Linked DNA regions of Cyprinus carpio: region 2 is linked to region 1. The links are chromatin contacts, called in public Hi-C maps. All regions are on one chromosome and are shown on one strand. Each heading gives the region's core, a stretch centred on a gene start, on an enhancer-like site or on the middle of the called end of the contact. The rest is flanking DNA. Distances are from core to core; before and after follow the strand shown.

Region 1 (5,483 bases), core at 2,220-4,719:
TCAACACCAAAGCACTTATCCCCCCGATGTAGACGGATGACGTTGAGCTTGGCATCCACTGTGCTGGATAGTTTGGTTGTGAAATCACAATGTGGTAAAATACAACCAAGATTTCGTCCCCCCCCCCTCTCACACACACACAAGCATACTGATGTAATGCTTGTCTCTGAGCTACCGGCCGGCGTGTTTTCTTTAGCTGCAATTTATGGCGACCTCACAGAGGTCACAGCACAGGAAGTTTTGTTGATGCTAACCGCAGCAGCTGCTGGTGACCGGGAGCCTTGGAGGGGCGGAAGGTTCAGTTTGTTAAACGCTTCTTAACAAGGGCTGAAAATTCACACAAGCCAAATCAGGAAACAATTTGGGGCTTTAACCGACTCTCAGGTAGGTCAAGAGAAGCCCTGCGCTGCCTGTCAGCCTGACTGAATCCAGATGGATGGTGACCGCAGTAGTCTGGTTTGAGTTGGCCTGGCTCTATCACAACCCTCGCCCTGAGACGCAAGGCCCGAGACTGCAGGCCGGACACAGACGAAAGACTTTCAACACCTTCAATGACCCTGCATTGGATTTGTCAGAAGGGATTTTTAAGGAGAAGTCAAAGTGCAGTTTGGAGATGAATGAACCCGACTGGTGCTGATTTTATTGCTCAAGGCAAGATATAACCTGACCCCCTCAAAAAAAAGCTAAAGCACTTTTTTTGTTACCCTTTTGTGTAGAAGCCTCTTTCTGCCGTAGACTTAAAATAAATAAATGAAAACTATTTTTAAAAAAAATATTGCTATTGTATTTTTCTTATATATATATATATATATATATATATATATATATATATATATATATATATATATACATACAGCTATTTCACATAATCGTCACTTTTTTTGCTACATTTCTTAAAATTGCAAATTTAGATATATTAGTAATTGTAACTTTATATCCCACAAGGTTACTTCATATTTTATGGTTTATGCTTTTTTATAGATTTGCATCTGTTATAATTCCTAATAACGACTTTTTGTAACTCATTGTGACATCTTATAATTGTGACTATTTCTGGTAATTGCAAATTTATATCTCAGAGATTGTGGCTTTATACAGTAATTCACGATGTGAATTAATATTTCACAATAGAGGCTTTTGCATAGATTTGCAACTATTTATTATAATAATGACTTTTTGTAACTCATAATTGTGACTATTTTTCGTAATTGCAAATTTATGTCTCAGAGATTTTGTCTTTATTTGGTCTCACAATGTGAATTAATATTTCACAATTGCCACTTTTTACTCAAAACTGCAACTATTTCTCATAATTACAATGTTTTGTCATTTATAATTGCAATATTTCTTGTAAGTGTGACTACTGCTCATAATTGCACATTTATATCTCCAAAATTGTCATTATATTACAAGCTACGACTGCAGCTTTTAATCTCACAATATCATGTTGTTCTTCATAATTGTGAAATTGTTTTGTAATTGTGACTTCATTTCTGACATTTACAACTTTATGTCTAACAGACAGGTACAAAATAATTTTTCCGTTGTTGTCTGTTTTGAAGCGAAAGTCCCAGATTGCTATTCTGGATCATTCTTTAACCCCTTTTCATGAGAAAACCCCTAAAGCAGCAGATGCGGTCAAACCCTCTACAGAAACAGCGAGATCAAGATTTCCCGCTGTTTTCATCATCAAATGCAGCAGGACCTCGTCTCTTAAGAGGATTGGTTGAAGTTCGGCAAATGCCAACAGACGCTGGGAGCGGTAAATACAGAGAGTTGTGTAAATCACAGCGATGCTTGTGTACAGTAAATGCAGGATTAGATTCAGGATTTAGATATGTTAACTACCACTTCACAACTGTGTAATTAGTGTTCACTTCACAAACCTTTGTGATGGCAATAGCACAAGCATGCCCCCATATTTCAATCAGCTGCTGTTGTCCAAAGCGATAGTCCCTCAGGAGCTCCGTCTCAATGGTCGCCACCTCCGTTTTACTATAAAAGACAGACAGAGAGACAAAACGCACTGACATTGAGCTCATGACATGCATGATATTAGCTTACCAGTTGGGACGATAAATAAATCATGCTTTATGTTTCGGCATGAATGCTAACAAGTGCCAAAATGGAAACTGGGTGGGTTTGATTACATGGAAACCAAGGACTGCATTACAGCAGCTGACATTTACGTGTGTATTCTGAGCACATTGTATAAAACATGCCATCCATTCCAGGCATGGTGTCTCGCTGCCTAATGCCTGTTTAGCCACACTCAGAGCTTATGTTACTGGGAGTTTAATGTGGGCTACAACGTAATTGTACAATACAGGCCTTTACTTCACGACTCAAACACGGGGAGCCTTTCAATAACCTACTGTACTGTATGATCGTAACATCAGAGCCCCCTGCTGGAGGAACACAGAACTGCTGTCAGGATGCTGATACTAAATTACAACTCTAACCCTAATATTAATGCATCAATAATGAACAAATTAATAAACAACACAGTATATATAAATAACAATCAATCTAGATATATTTTATGCTAATAAATGCTGTAATAACTGTTGATTGTTAATAAACAAGTCAAATCTTTTTTTATAATTATTATTTTATTATTTATTATTATTTTATTCTCAAGATAAATCCTCAGCTGCTTATTATTATATTTTCAACATAAGAAAGCTTATAAGTTACTTATATTTTTTAACATAACAAAGGTAATAAAGTGTTGGGGAACAAAACCAGCCAAGACAAAAAATTAATTAATTAATAAAACCTTGTGAATACTGACTGAAGATTAAATAAAATATAAATAAGTCTATTAAATAAAATGATTAAAAATCTATGAATGGAAATGCTAAAATAACTAATAACTAACTAAATAAGTTGAAGTACTTAAATGACTAAAAGTAAAATAAAGCTATATTTAAAACATGCAAAAGAACATAATAATATTAATAAAACAAAAATTAAAATGAAGACTGTGAAGACGCAAATTAAAGCTAATTCACAATATTAATAAATACTCTAATAGTGCTATAATATTGTATAAAAATAGTATACAATAGTACAATAATGTGTTTTAGACACCTTTCTGTCTTTTTGATTTATTGTTGTATTTCAACCTGAGGCATTTTTCCAGTATGTTTCCAAGACAACAGGTTCGCTTGTATTGTGTTTGTTGTCTCTTACTGCTTTAGGCACCAGAATAACAGAACAAAGAACCATTTATGAAAATGATTATACATTATTGAGTTCTCTCAGCTGTATGCGTGAAGCTCCCTGCTTGAATGCGGCTTTTTACCATTTCAATGCAATTTTCTGTCACTATCCAGTTCTCACTATCGCTTCAGAAAGACTAATAATGAGTTTACTAACAAAAATAATGAGCTTGTTGTCTGCAAGGACTGCATGTTCTTTGATATTTTGGGAAAATGAAAAACAAGAGAAACAGAAAAGTCATATTTTTGGCATTGGTCAACAGGTCACCAAGCGTTTACTCAGCTCTGATCATTGCCGTAACCCTCGACATGGGGTACTCCAGCTTTCTGGCATTTACCGTCTCCAATAGAGCTCCACAGCCGTCAAGCCGAGTTTGCAGGGGGAGATTTCCTGGCGTACTGTGACACAGTGATATTTGTAAAGTTCAGCCGAGTCTAGCGCTTTTGATATTTCCGTTCCCATCGACCTATTCAGGGAAGTCCTGACAACCATACATTTCCAAAGTTCTCTGAAAGGTTCCAGGGACTAGATAAACCCCAGAAATCTCAAGCTTTAACCTTGTAATGTTTCCAGTATGTACTGTAGAAACAGTTTTTGGGCTGCAAAGAAATACTTCACTTAATATCTCTTGAGCATTAAGACGATTTCAGTGTGTCCCTGAGGCTTCTTTGTAGTGGATCAACTGCAAAGAGCAAATCTCACCAGCAGGGGACAGTGTGGCTCAGAGTGTTGCCCACCAGTCCAAGTCGCTTTACATTATTAGGTCACTTAACATATATCAGCTCATCTAATAGCAATTAACGGTTATTTCGGTTCCTCAAAGAATCTTTCAGTAAACAGTTTATATTTTCTCCTATAATGACTAAAGGATCTTTTATGTAATGGAAAGGTTCTATCTACACCCTTAAAAATTCATTTTCGAAAAGAGGGTTTTAACAGTGATTCCATATAAGAACCATTTTCGGTTCCCTGAAGAGGTTTTTGAATGAACAGCTCTTAAAATTTGAAGAGCATTTTTAATAATCTAATCTAATGAATATTTTCCCACTATAAAGAACCTTTTGTGCAATGGAAAGGTCAGCCTACTCTTAAAAATAAAGGTTCCAAAAGGAAGCCTAGAAGAATCATTTTGGGTGAACAGTTTTTGTAGAATCGAAAGGTTTCACCGATTTTAAAGGTTCTTCATCGAACCACAGATGAAAATAACCTTTATTTTTAAGAGTGTACAAATGGGGGTTTACACAACAATGCCATAGAAGAGCCATTTTTGTTTACCCAAAGAAACTTTAAGTGAACAGTTCTTAAAAGAACCATTTTTTTGTATAAAGAACCTTATGTACAATGGAAAGGTTCCATGGATGTTAAAGGTTCTTCAATGCAAATAAAGAACCAAAGTACCAGAGGCTCTGAAAATGATAACAGGTTTGCGTTAGCATCTCCCCCAGCATTGCTATTCCATAGGGCTAGGGCTAATTGTTGTTGATCGCCCTCACAGCAAATACACACATGAATACACAGTCAAATGAACAACAGTATCAGCCCAGGCACCCGCCCAGAGTCTTCCTAATTTCCCCGCGAGGAGCCGCGCTATCTGTGAGTCGCGAACAGTGCTGATCAGCTGTAATAACAACTCTGCTAATGAGGTTGTTTACCTCCAGTCCGCTAGCTTGCTAAACACACACGAGTGTTGAAATGATTGTGCCTGTTTGCAAGAGGACGCATGGATGTTTGTGTTAAGCATAGCACAAAACTGGGGATACTTCTCAATATCCTTTTGGTTACATTTTCCCTCTTTTTCTTCATTTTCAACCACTGTAATTACTTCAGCACACCACGACAACTAAATAACCACCTCTCTCGTTTAAATCAGTGGGCTTGTTACTTTTAGGGGACCAGCCGCTTTTGACAAGAATCCGGTTTACAACCCAATGTTCTCAGTGAAGACCGATTTAACAAAGGAAATCAGTGGGTGAAAACGATATAATAGAAAAGTAATGACTATGGAAAACAGGAGAGTACACTGCTATTTGCATAACTGCCAAACTTAGCGTACGGCCCCCTCCAGGCTCCCAATAATGTGATAGAAAGGGGTGTTTTAGAAGGTGTGGTGGGTGGTTTTTTAGGGGGGGTTGATATCTTTTTATTTATTGGTTACATATTTTTTTTTATTCGGTGTAGAATGATCTTTTTAATGACAGATGATGAATGTGCGTCCTGGTGTGAACGCTGCTATGAGCATTTGCTTGCAATTTAATGTA
Region 2 (5,424 bases), core at 1,897-4,396, 89 kb before region 1:
TAAACATAATATATAATAGAAAATATATGATATAAAAATATATAATATGTTTATATATAGACTGTATATATTATTAATAGTATTTCTTTACTGACTTATTAATATTAATTGATATAATATTATCTATAAACGTACATGTGTATAAGGTATATAAGACTGTATTATATTAATTGAATAAATACTATTAATAAGATATACAGTCGATATATAAATATATTATATATTTTATATTATATATTTGATTTAAACATGTATATTTATTTACTTAGATATTTATTGAAAATAAAAAATTAATACTATATATAATTTTAATAATATTTTAATATATAAATATTACTAAATATATAAATACAATTTTTTAATATATATACATATTATTAGTAAATAGTAATATATACAGTCAATATTTGACTAATTTTACAATAATACGTAAAACAATATATAAATGCTACAAATAATTTGTGTACAATATTTGTGTGTGTGTGTGTGTGTGTGTGTGTGTGTGTGTGTGTGTGTGTGTGTGTGTGTGTGTGTGTGTGTGTGTGTGTGTGTGTGTGTGTGTGTGTGTGTGTAAAAATTAAAAATGAAAGTAAATCTAAATGCATATTCTGCTCCATGTATAGCCAGTCAACATGCTGATGCACTCACATGTCACTGCTGGTTATATATTCTCTATATAATCGTGCATGTGACGAATAAAAGTCTTGATGGAGCTTCCTTGATAAGAGGCACAAGACATCAGACATATTCCGAGGTGTATGCAAGCACTGCCCTCCACTGGTCAAATAGCTAATTGCAATTAAAACAATAGATTTCTGATATCTACAATTGCAGCCCCTTTATCGGCATTGTAATATAAAGCCTGAGGTTTTGCAAATCTAGTAACTGAAGTTAGTATAGTTTTAGTATTGTTTAGATATGTAATGTTGTATCGTGTACTGGCCGTGCTGAGTGCAGGGTGAGGGTTTGTTCGAGAAATGGAAAGTTGTGGTGAGGTGCAGGAAGCGCATGTGTGGGTGTTTGAAGCGGAGGACAGTTCTCAAGGTCCCGAGGCTACGATATTTATAACCCTGCTGCTTCACCCCTGCTCTAGCTTGCTTTCTCTTTCCTCGTCGATGAAGAAGCATCTTAATCCAGGTCACTGCACAATTCTGAGAGATGAGAGGCTATTTTTAGCTTTCTGCATGAGCGGATAAGGTGCATTTGTAGCCTACGTTACCACAGATTTGCACATTTTCCATGACCGTGCGAATCCTGACCTAACTAACACAGGAGGAGTGTGTAATTTAACTTATATCATTAATGCAGGCCTCTATTGTCTGCTTGCGATGTTTAATTAAATTGTCGGTAGAGCCAGCGCAATCCTGATGTGGTTGATTGTCCTACATTAGCACATCTAGAAGTAGCCTACAACCCGATTGTTCTGCAGAGAGAACCATCTCTCCACAATCATTTTGGTAATCTGCATCCAACTGTTCCTGGGTGGGGTCATCGCTGCCCTGCAGGGGTCCTAGTCTGCTACATTGTTAGGAATGCTAAAGAGGAGCATGATAGATGGGTGATGATTGTGATGTACTCAAAGCGCAGTGAAATTCTTTGATGAACCATTAATGACTGATACCAATGCCAGTATCTTATTTGTAGAATCTTTGCTGATTTTGGCGGTAAAATCTGCATTTAATGCTAATGAAATTAGCACTATATTCAGTTCTAGAATGAATCACATTTATGAGATTGTATTTTAATTATTAAAGCAGAGAGCAGAATTGGTTTAAAATGTTTTAAGTTCTTAATATCTAGTTTTTGCACAGACATGCAAATCTTTGTTTTTTACCTTTGTTTTTTTTTTTTAAATAAATAACCCGTTTTTGTTTTTTTTAGGCTACTCCTTTTACTTTTACTTTTAGACACTACTTTTAGCAAATCTGCACATGACCCTGGTTTACACATTATCTAAAAACCGAAAAGTTTTAGTAAACAGAGATTTAAAACAGGTAATAATCAGTTCCTTATAAGGCTATACAAATATAATCAGATCTTGTGCTCAAAAGGAAATATGAAATTTAATGTAAATGTTTAAAGTGGATTCAGGATGAAAAAGTAGCCTAAAAAGATAATCAAATGTAGTTATATTTGTAGTGTTTCTTGCAAATACTTGCGATTGTGAAACAATGATTTCACTGCAGATGCATTTAGTGACCTTGTCTTCTGAGCTTATGTTGATATAATCAACCTCTCATGTCACCACATTAAAAAAATAATAAACTCATGATTAAAACCACCGATTATGCCATATCAGTTAATGATTTTTGCATTTGGTATTGACTGATTCAGTCATTTGTTTGCATTAAGTTTAACTAGCACTACTTTTTTATTGTATTTTTAAGTCGCAGACAAATAGCCTAGTTATAGTATAAAGTACAATCAATAAAAATAAAATAAAAATGTTTAAGGGGAGTTTTTGAAAACCTATCAGTGTAGTACCATATTCAAATATTTCAACAAATACAAAAACTAAATTTTTATGCACATATTCCTTATGATATTGTAACAATAAATCTAAGACCTTTACGTAAGATTATATCATATCTTTATATAGGCCTAAATTAAAATAGTATCTTTGTGTAAGAGCATAATTAACATTCACAGTGACAAAGTTAGGCTTTTTTATTGCAAAAAAAAGCAAACAGTACTGCATTGAAGTACAACAAAGACAGCAATTTGCTTCCTATTCTTTTCTTTTTTATTAATACAAACAGATGCAACAGAATGACAGCCTATTACATGCAAGACAATAATGTTGCCTTTACCTTTTGAACAGATTCACAGTTTTTACTTTCTTATTAGTAGTGTCAGAAATCAAACACATATAGAGTTTTAAATCTTCAAGAAGATTTCCACAGAAAGGCTCACGCTTGCTAAATTTATCTTTACGTAGCCTATAAAATATTAAACCAGGAACAAAATAAGATTGAATAAATAAAAAACATCTGACTGTTCACTCTCATGTGTATAGCCTATATACCCCAGAATGACATTTTCATATTTCAAACAGACATCAGGAATTATACCCACGAAAAACACTCGATATGTATTTCCGGAGACTCTTAGTATACTCTCAATACCAAAAGAGACGAGACGAACAACAAAGCCTGTGACGCGACGCGACGAGAACACGCCCCCAGAGATCCGCAGTCACGTGAGGCCTTTAAACCGGCGCCATTATCTGAGCAGGCTCCTATTCTACCGCAGCCGGCGTCGCGTCCTGAAACCTCTCTGTGTGTGTGCGCGAGAAGAACTGAGGTGAGAAATACTGCACTCCTTCCAGTGCGTTCGGGCTAAAACAAAACTTTAAATTCTTAAATTGCGTGACATTGATGTATAGTTTGTAATCGCGGTTCATTAGTTGTATTTATACGCTTTTTTGATGTGCTAGTTTATTGAGAAATGTTAAAATAAAAACATTTTGTAGGCGTTTTGCATCGTAACCGCTCAATTCTAAGAATGGAGTTTATAAATAGAGCTAATTCTGTCGGATTTTATAGGTTTCTTTGTTCCTCTCAAAGCCCAAGGTGACCTAACTGTTAGTTCCACTGACCCGCTTTTCACAAAACTTGTGAATGTTATAACGTGTGGTTATTTATGCATGCGATATTTAAAAAGTAAGCTCGATGAAGATCTGAAAACGAGAATTCAAAGGGGTGTCATCTGGTAAAACGTGTCTTTGTGGCAAAATGGCTGCAGCACGCTGTGAAGAAGAGGGGTAGAAAATGGCGTTTCCTTGTGGCGCACTTTAAAATACAATGCGTGTTAAGCCGGGCGGTTAATCTTTGTCTCTCCAGACCTTATTTTGTGTTTTAACGTGCAAAAAAAAAAAAGTTTATTTTTATCTAACTTATTTTGTTATAAATCTTTTCCAGCAGCTGATTCAACATGTCTGACGAGGGAAAGCTCTTCATTGGTGGTTTGAGCTATGAGACCACGGAGCAGTCCTTGGAGGAGGCTTTCTCCAAATATGGATCAATTGCCAAAGGTTTGTTTTAAGCCGTCTCTAAGTGAGGTTTGTCAGTTTTCCCAGCGTTGTCATTGATTATGTGGTGTTGTTTTTGCTTCAGTTGATGTCATCCGGGACCGTGAGACCGACCGCTCCAGAGGCTTTGGCTTTGTGACGTTTGAAAATCCAGAGGATGCAAAGGACGCCATGGCTGCGATGAATGGAAAGGTAAGATCAGCACCCTTTAACGACAGAGAAATTTGTAACCAAATGTATTAAAGTTTATTTCTAGTCTTGGAAAAACCAACCATTTTGATGCCTAGATGTATGGATTGCTACGTTTTACAGCCGGAAGTTCATCAGTCAAACCTAAAGTGAGTTTCTAATCACAAAATGCATATTTTTTGCAGTCCGTTGATGGCCGCATGATTCGCGTTGATGAAGCTGGCAAATCTGGTAGACGGTCTGGTGGTTTCAGAGGAGGTTCGTCGGGTGGCAGGGGGTTCTTCAGAGGAGGCAGAGGTAGAGGTTGGTATTCTTAATCTTGAATGCAATTGTACTAACAGATGGCTGTATTTGCATTTGAAGTATCCTTGGCAGCTTGTAATTATCATGGCAAAGCTGGTGGACCACCTGAATGGATGCATGTATCTTGTATGCGTTTTATTCCATCTAACTACTTTTGTTGTTGTTGTTACACAGGTGGTGGAGGATATGGTGGAGACCGAAGCTATGGCGGTGACAGAAGCTTCGGTGGCGATAGGGGCTATGGTGGTGGAGATAGAGGCTATGGGGGAGGAGAGAGGAGCTATGGTGGAGGCGACCGATCCTACGGTGGCGGCGGATACTCCAACAGGAGTAGTGGGTACTCTGGTGGCAGCGGCGGTGGATACAGGGATAACAGGTAAGGGATTTAAACATGGTATCATTTTACACAAGGAGCAATTTTATGATTGTTGTAACCACGAACACTTTAAATATGGCAAATATTACTTTTGGTTTTAGAAGCCAGAGTGGATATGACCGTTCTGGTGGATCCTACAGAGACAGTTACGACAGCTACGGTACGTATTGATTGTTCAGAATTACTGATTTTACTAGATAACTGCACCAATAGATCTCAGCCCACTTGTGGTGTTAAAATAATGTCTAGACCTAAGCAGAAAGACAAAACTGCCATTTTCGAAGTCAACGTGGTTGCCTTTATCTTGGAATTGGATGACCACAATCCAAAAACTCATTTGACAGTAGTATTGACTAAAGTCGGTTTTGTGCACTACCTCAGAATAGTCCATAAGACCTTGTTGGAAAAGAATCATGTCTTGGTGTCAGTTCACTGTTTGGAAAGGATGTTCACAATGCTCCAGTGCCTTTACACTTTTGCCTACTTCTTGTCCTCAGCTTCACACGAGTAAAAAAAAATCCTGATT

Evidence for each region. Hi-C and Micro-C count contacts between places; a contact is called where the count stands out from the background.
Region 2: a contact with region 1 is called in a Hi-C map of skeletal muscle, with 7 times the contacts expected there. The contact joins the promoter of LOC109059915 here to the enhancer-like site in region 1. A contact is called at or near these places in 3 of 8 Hi-C or Micro-C datasets (liver and skeletal muscle).

The regions. Positions count from the first base shown.
Region 1 is chrB22:23,628,462-23,633,944 of ASM1834038v1, reverse strand. LOC109059822 (yjeF N-terminal domain-containing 3) reads right to left here. Exons shown (of 6, transcript XM_042748724.1): 2 at 1,887-1,995. Among protein-coding and RNA genes, the nearest start is that of LOC109051436, 12 kb to the left of the region's middle. Within about 2 kb of position 3,469, at least 1 of the 8 cell types and tissues checked has an H3K27ac peak or open chromatin away from gene starts, as enhancers often do. A contact at or near this core is called in skeletal muscle, where this site is marked.
Region 2 is chrB22:23,716,857-23,722,280 of ASM1834038v1, reverse strand. LOC109059915 (cold-inducible RNA-binding protein B-like) reads left to right here and starts at 3,146. Exons shown (of 8, transcript XM_042749757.1): 1 at 3,146-3,303; 2 at 3,921-4,033; 3 at 4,116-4,222; 4 at 4,405-4,516; 5 at 4,697-4,898; 6 at 4,993-5,058. The coding sequence starts at 3,934. The coding sequence ends at 4,999.